Regions from separate parts of the Sus scrofa genome. Here region 1 is linked to region 2. A link is a contact called in public promoter capture Hi-C data. All regions are on one chromosome and are shown on one strand. The core of a region is the stretch at or near the end of the contact, and the rest is flanking DNA. Distances in the headings are between cores, read along the strand shown.

Region 1 (2,700 bases), core at 142-2,641, 520 kb before region 2:
GCTGTGCACCGCCCTCTTCATTGCGTGTTTCGTCAGGTTTTGGAGCCGCAGTTTCCTCATTCATAAGTGGAGGATACTGGTCACTTCAGACTATTTCTGCACACCTACTGTGTTCCAAGCACATATGTTGGAGAATGTTGGAGATATAACAGCGATGATTAGAAAGTCCTGGCCTGGATGGAGCTTTTATCCTAAAAGAGGGTGTGTGTGTGTGTGTGTGTGTGTGTAGGGGGGTGGGGTGTTAGGGGCAGGAAGAACAAGAATAAGCAAATATACGCTCAAGATAATTTAAAGTTAAATGTTATAAAGAAAACAGGACTGGATTGTGCAAGTGCTATAGAGAAAACAAACCAAGATTGTGCAAGCGTGTTTTATGGGAGTGGGGAGGAGGCGTGGAGGGTTAGAGGGTAAAATGCCCTGGAATGAATCTGGTCTAAAAGAGAGCAGGAAGTTATGGAAAATGAGACCGAGTCTTTTCTCTTGCGCTCTTTCTAGTCCAAGTCCCTTAAGTCTGAGGAGGAGGTGGGAAACTTCTCTGCCTTTTCCCTGCAGAGGAAGGGGACCTGGGAGGGGGAATTCAGTCTTGGCCTGCGTTTGGGATCACTGCTTCCTCTCTCCTCCTTCCCAATCCTTATTTCTCCCTCCTTAGGGCAATTGTGCAACCCGTCTCCCCCCCAACTCCAAAAGGAGGGCGACCGATGGAGGGCAGCAGAGCAGGGGGTCGGTCTCTCACAGTAGAATTTAATTCTGTTGAACGCCCAGAGTATTAAGTCCGGGCTTAGAGGAGCAGCAGGGATAGGGCAGAAAAGAGGAACTTTTCTTTTAAACATCATTTGATATTTCAAAAAGAGAATCAAGGCGCTGTCGCGGGAAAGCCTAACCGTTGGATCGCTTACAGGCATTGTGTTGTTCAGTACTGTCTTTAATTTATTTTTTTATATTTTATTTTTTCCTGCTGTACAGCATGGGGATCAAGTTACTCTTACATGTACACATTTTCCCCCCCACCCTTTGTTCTATTGCAATATGAGTATCTAGACATAGTTCTCAAATGTCTTTATTTTAAACGAAGTTGGAGGGCGGGGAGGGGGGGGAGGCACAGTCATTTCTGGTTTAAGACTTCTGAACGAGGCGCCGCAGTGCGCACACCCGCTGGCCAGCAAGTGGGTCGCTCGGATTCCTTCCCGCTGAAGGGAAGGTTCGGGGCTCTGCCGGCGGCCCCGAGGGCCCAGGGGAGCACCTGCGCAGCGTCCCGACTTCGGGAGGTGAGGCAGCCAGCTGCCGCGGGGATCCTGCGGGCGACTCCAACCTTGGCACGCGGGAGGGGGAGGCTTGGCCACCCCTCCTTGAAGCCGCGAGTGGGCGAGTCCGGAGCTGCGGAGCAACGGCCAGTAGCTTCCGGTTCCGATGGCAGCGGCTCGGCGCCGGAAGCCAGGGCCAAGGCTGCGGGACCAGGTGAGAGGCCGCGAGCTTCCGGGAGGGGAGGTGCGACTAGAGGGCAGGGCGCGCCGGGACCACGGACTCGGGCGCTGGGGGCCCGTGTTTCGCTAGACTCCCAGCCTCCGGGTCTTCTCTGAAGCCCCGCGAATAAGCCCCCCGACCAGTCCTCTTTGCCCTTGTTTTCTCCACAGACGTCGGCCCAGGCTGGGAGTTGGACCCTCACAAACTCAGAACCTTCGAGGAGCCACCCTTGCTGGGGGAGTCGCTCGAACTCAGACGTCCCAATCTAGTGCGACCCGGCGGGGTCGGAGGTAACCCGTTACGGACGTGGGAGCCAGGCAGGGCATTCGACTAAGGTCTTTTGAAGGATGAGTAGGAGTTTGCCAGCAATTTGCATGTTCACGCAGGTGAAACTCCCAGTGGTGGCTGACGTCCAGAAAAACGGTGGGCTTTTACCTCGCTCCAGTTTTGGTTAATGACAAAAAATGTGACAAAAAAAAAAAAAAAAAAAGGTGTGCAATGAGAATAAGGAACAGGGTGAATTGATAGAGCGACAGGTGTGGGGTGGGGCAGAGGGGGCAGCATTAGATACTGTGGTCTAGGAGAGCGTCTCTGGAGAAATGACGTTTGCGTTTGAGACTCTGATAAGGAACTAGCCACAGGAAGATCTGGGAGTAGAGTGTTCCAGGCAGAGGGAACAGCCAGTGCAAAAGCTCTGAGGTAGACATAAACTGATGTTCAAGAAATAGAAGGAAGGAGTTCCCGTCGTGGCGCAGTGGTTAACGAATCCGACTAGGAACCATGAGGTTGTGGGTTCGATCCCTGGCCTTGCTCAGTGGGTTAAGGATCCGGCGTTGCCATGAGCGATGGTGTGGGTCGAAGACGCAGCTCGGATCCCGCGTGGCTGTGGCTGGTGGCTACAGCTCCAATTAGACCCCTAGCCTGGGAACCTCCATATGCCACGGATGCGGCCCTAAAAAAGGCAAAAAGACAAAGAAAAGAAATGGAAGGAAGGCTAGTGTGGTTGGAATATGGCCATTGAGGGGGAGAATGGTAGGAGCAGAGAGAGAGATTTTGGGCATAAAAAGGGTGGTGGAGTTCCTTGGTGGCTCAGTGGTTTAAGGATCCAGTGTTGTCACTGGTGCAGATTCAATCCCTGGCCTGGGAACTTCTGCATGCCTTGGGCGTGGCCAAAAAAGAAAAAAAGAAGGGTTTTTATTCTAAGTACAGTGGGAATCTATTGGGTTTTAAACAGAGGAG
Region 2 (2,710 bases), core at 48-2,547:
TCAGAAATATTACCTCAGGAGACCAAGAGAAAAATCCCAAACCCTGGTTACACAGACAAGGTTCTTTCGCATACACAAAAAAGAAAATCTAGAATTGTTACACCATCTCTAATTAATAAAGAATCCTACATGTTATAATCACCAGACATACTTCAATAAAAACAGCAGATAGAATAAATCTACGGGTTTATATCCATCTTAGGAATCTGATTCTCTACTGCCCTTTAACACTCTATATTATTGATTTAAGTGAGCATTCTGATTGACATATCTTATGCGGACAATTTTATGCACTCTCTCTATATTTAATGTGGCTAGAAATATCACAATTAGATGGATCCAAGAGGACTGCATTTAATAAATAACAAGAAGCCGAAGCCTGTGGCTGTATGTATGGAACACAATCACACAAACATAGCTATAAAATAGGACCAGGTGGTTGACCCAGGCAGTTTTGAATGCTGTTTCTTAAGGCTCAGACAAGCATATAGCGGTTGCTTAAGGATCAAGGACAGCAAGCTATACAAGTATCAGAAATACAGATCTGCCGCACAAGGGTAAGCTCCACCTTAGGAAAAATACAGTTCCGCACAAAGGATGAGCCTCTCAGTATTTCTGCCTCTCCCGTGCTCATTTCCACCATCCTGGACTTGCAGACTTGCAGTTCCTCGGACGCCCGGTCGCCGACCCCCGCCTACCCGCCCAGGGCCTTTGGCTCACTCACAGACAGGGACAGATATGCGACTCCGGAAAACACCCAAATGCTACCGGCGACCGAGACCAGGCACAGAGGGGAGCGCTGGGTCTACCACAACACAACCCCCCGCGGCTCTCGAAGGGCCTCCCGACAGGTCCTCGCTGTGGCCGACGGGAGGAGCAAAGGCCTCCGCAGCCTTGATGCGAGCAGCCTGAGCTCCCAGTGAAGAATAAGCAGCAGAGCCGAGGTCTTTCCGCCCTAGGACTTTAAATTTACCATGACATCTGGGCAACTTCAGGTTTTAAAAGCCACGAGCAGAGTTGTGCCGCGAAAGAACTCCGGTCGCCGAGGCCTTGAACCCGGTCGTTTTTCCGACACCTGGCTTTGACTCCTATAAGACTGGGAGGCCGCCCATCCCAGTACACCCCACCTGAAACGTTACCTCCGCAAAAGCAAAAGGCCTTTTGGCCGCGAAAGGCCGCCAAACCGCCGTCTTCTCTCTACAGGCGCTGCGACAAACACCCCACAAAATGGCGGCAGCGCCGTCTCCCTACAACCCCCCGGCAGCCTCTAGCACCACCTACAACCCGCGAACGCGCCTGCGTGACAGAGCTCGCGCGCTCCCGCCGCTCCCCCTAAAGGGCGGGGCTCCTGTGACGTCAGTGGCGGGCCCGGTCCGCCGCAACGCGTCTGCGCGGGGCAGGAGGTCCCCGCCCCGAAACCCGCCGGAGCTCAGGCGACGCCCTAGGTTGTTTTCGTTTTTGGAGTCTAGGTGAAAATTGGAGCGAGTGCCGGCGCACTGGCCTCAGCTGTGGCGTGTCTGTTCCTTCAGGAGAAGTTTTTGGGGTTTTTTTTTTGTCTTTTTGCCATTTTCTTGGGCCGTTCCCGCGGCATGTGGAGGTTCCCAGGCTAGGGATCTAATCGGAGCTGTGGTCACCAGCCTACGCCAGAGCCACAGCCACGCAGGATCCAAGCCGCGTCTGCAACCTACACCACATCTCAGGGCAACGCCGGATCGTTAACCCATTGAGCAAGGGCAGGGACCGAACCCGCAACCTCATGGTTCCTAGTTGGATTCGTTAACGACTGAGCCACGAGGGGAACTCCAGGACGAGTTATTTTGAAGGCAGCACCTCTAGGCAAAGCCAACAATGGCTCCTTTTTCTGCTCTTCAGCCTTTGGCACTTTGGCTGCCTGCCCTCCGCCTACCCAAGGACCTGAACTCTAGACACAGTCACCACAAGAGAGATAAGCCCCCAGACCCGCTCTGTGCCAGGCCCAGGTTGGCGCTGGGGGCAGTTCAGTGAACGAGATTGTGTAATTCAGTCGCTTGGAACTTCTGTCTAAAAATGGGCTCGAAGAGAATGTCTCGGGAAATAAGCTCAGGGGTGCTTATCTTTTTAAGGCCTGTGCACAACAATATCAAAAGAAATTTAAACTGGGACTCCTTTCAAGGTTTTTCCTGTTGTGCCTGGGCAGGATTTGGTAGCTGGAAGTTTCCCTAACAAAGGTTACCACATTATTTGTCCCTATGGGTCAGTTTTATTTAACCAAGGCAGAATAATGTCTGAGAGCTAGTAAGCCCCATTAAGGAGCTTGCTTACCTCAAGGTGTTTTGCAGTTTCTAAGAATCCCTAGTTTGCCGTTGTGAGCCTGTAGAGAGAGAAGAGAGAAAGCCAAAATCATTTCAAGGGACAGAGAGCCTGAGCAGGAATGACCAGAAGGAGAGGAGAGCCAAGAGTATGGTGTCAGAGCAAGCCTAAAGGAGGGAAAGCTTACAGTGCCAAATGCTAGGAAGGAGTCAGGAACTTTTCTGCTAGTACTGAAAAGTGTCAAGGGGATTTCACGTTCTGAAAAACAGTCAATAAAAAAAATCAGAAATCAAATATAGGAGGGCAGAGTTGAACCTCCCAATTATATGGGTCTGTACCTTGTACTTTTTAACCTTGTTAAGTGAAAGAAGGGCACTGTTATTTCGTGATATGACATCACAGAAACTTGTACAACCTCCTT

The links. Promoter capture Hi-C pulls out the DNA fragments that hold promoters and counts their contacts.
Region 1: a promoter capture Hi-C map of liver shows a contact between it and region 2, with 4 times the contacts expected there. The contact joins the promoter of RMND5B here to the promoter of CLK4 in region 2. A contact is called at or near these places in 1 of 5 promoter capture datasets (liver) and 1 of 47 Hi-C or Micro-C datasets (heart right ventricle).

The regions. Positions count from the first base shown.
Region 1 is chr2:80,245,755-80,248,454 of Sscrofa11.1, reverse strand. RMND5B (required for meiotic nuclear division 5 homolog B (S. cerevisiae)) reads left to right here and starts at 1,391. Exons shown (of 11, transcript NM_001243800.1): 1 at 1,391-1,455; 2 at 1,632-1,751.
Region 2 is chr2:79,728,047-79,730,756 of Sscrofa11.1, reverse strand. CLK4 (dual specificity protein kinase CLK4) reads right to left here and starts at 1,297. Exons shown (of 13, transcript XM_021084353.1): 1 at 1,140-1,297. It also overlaps the pseudogene LOC106507310.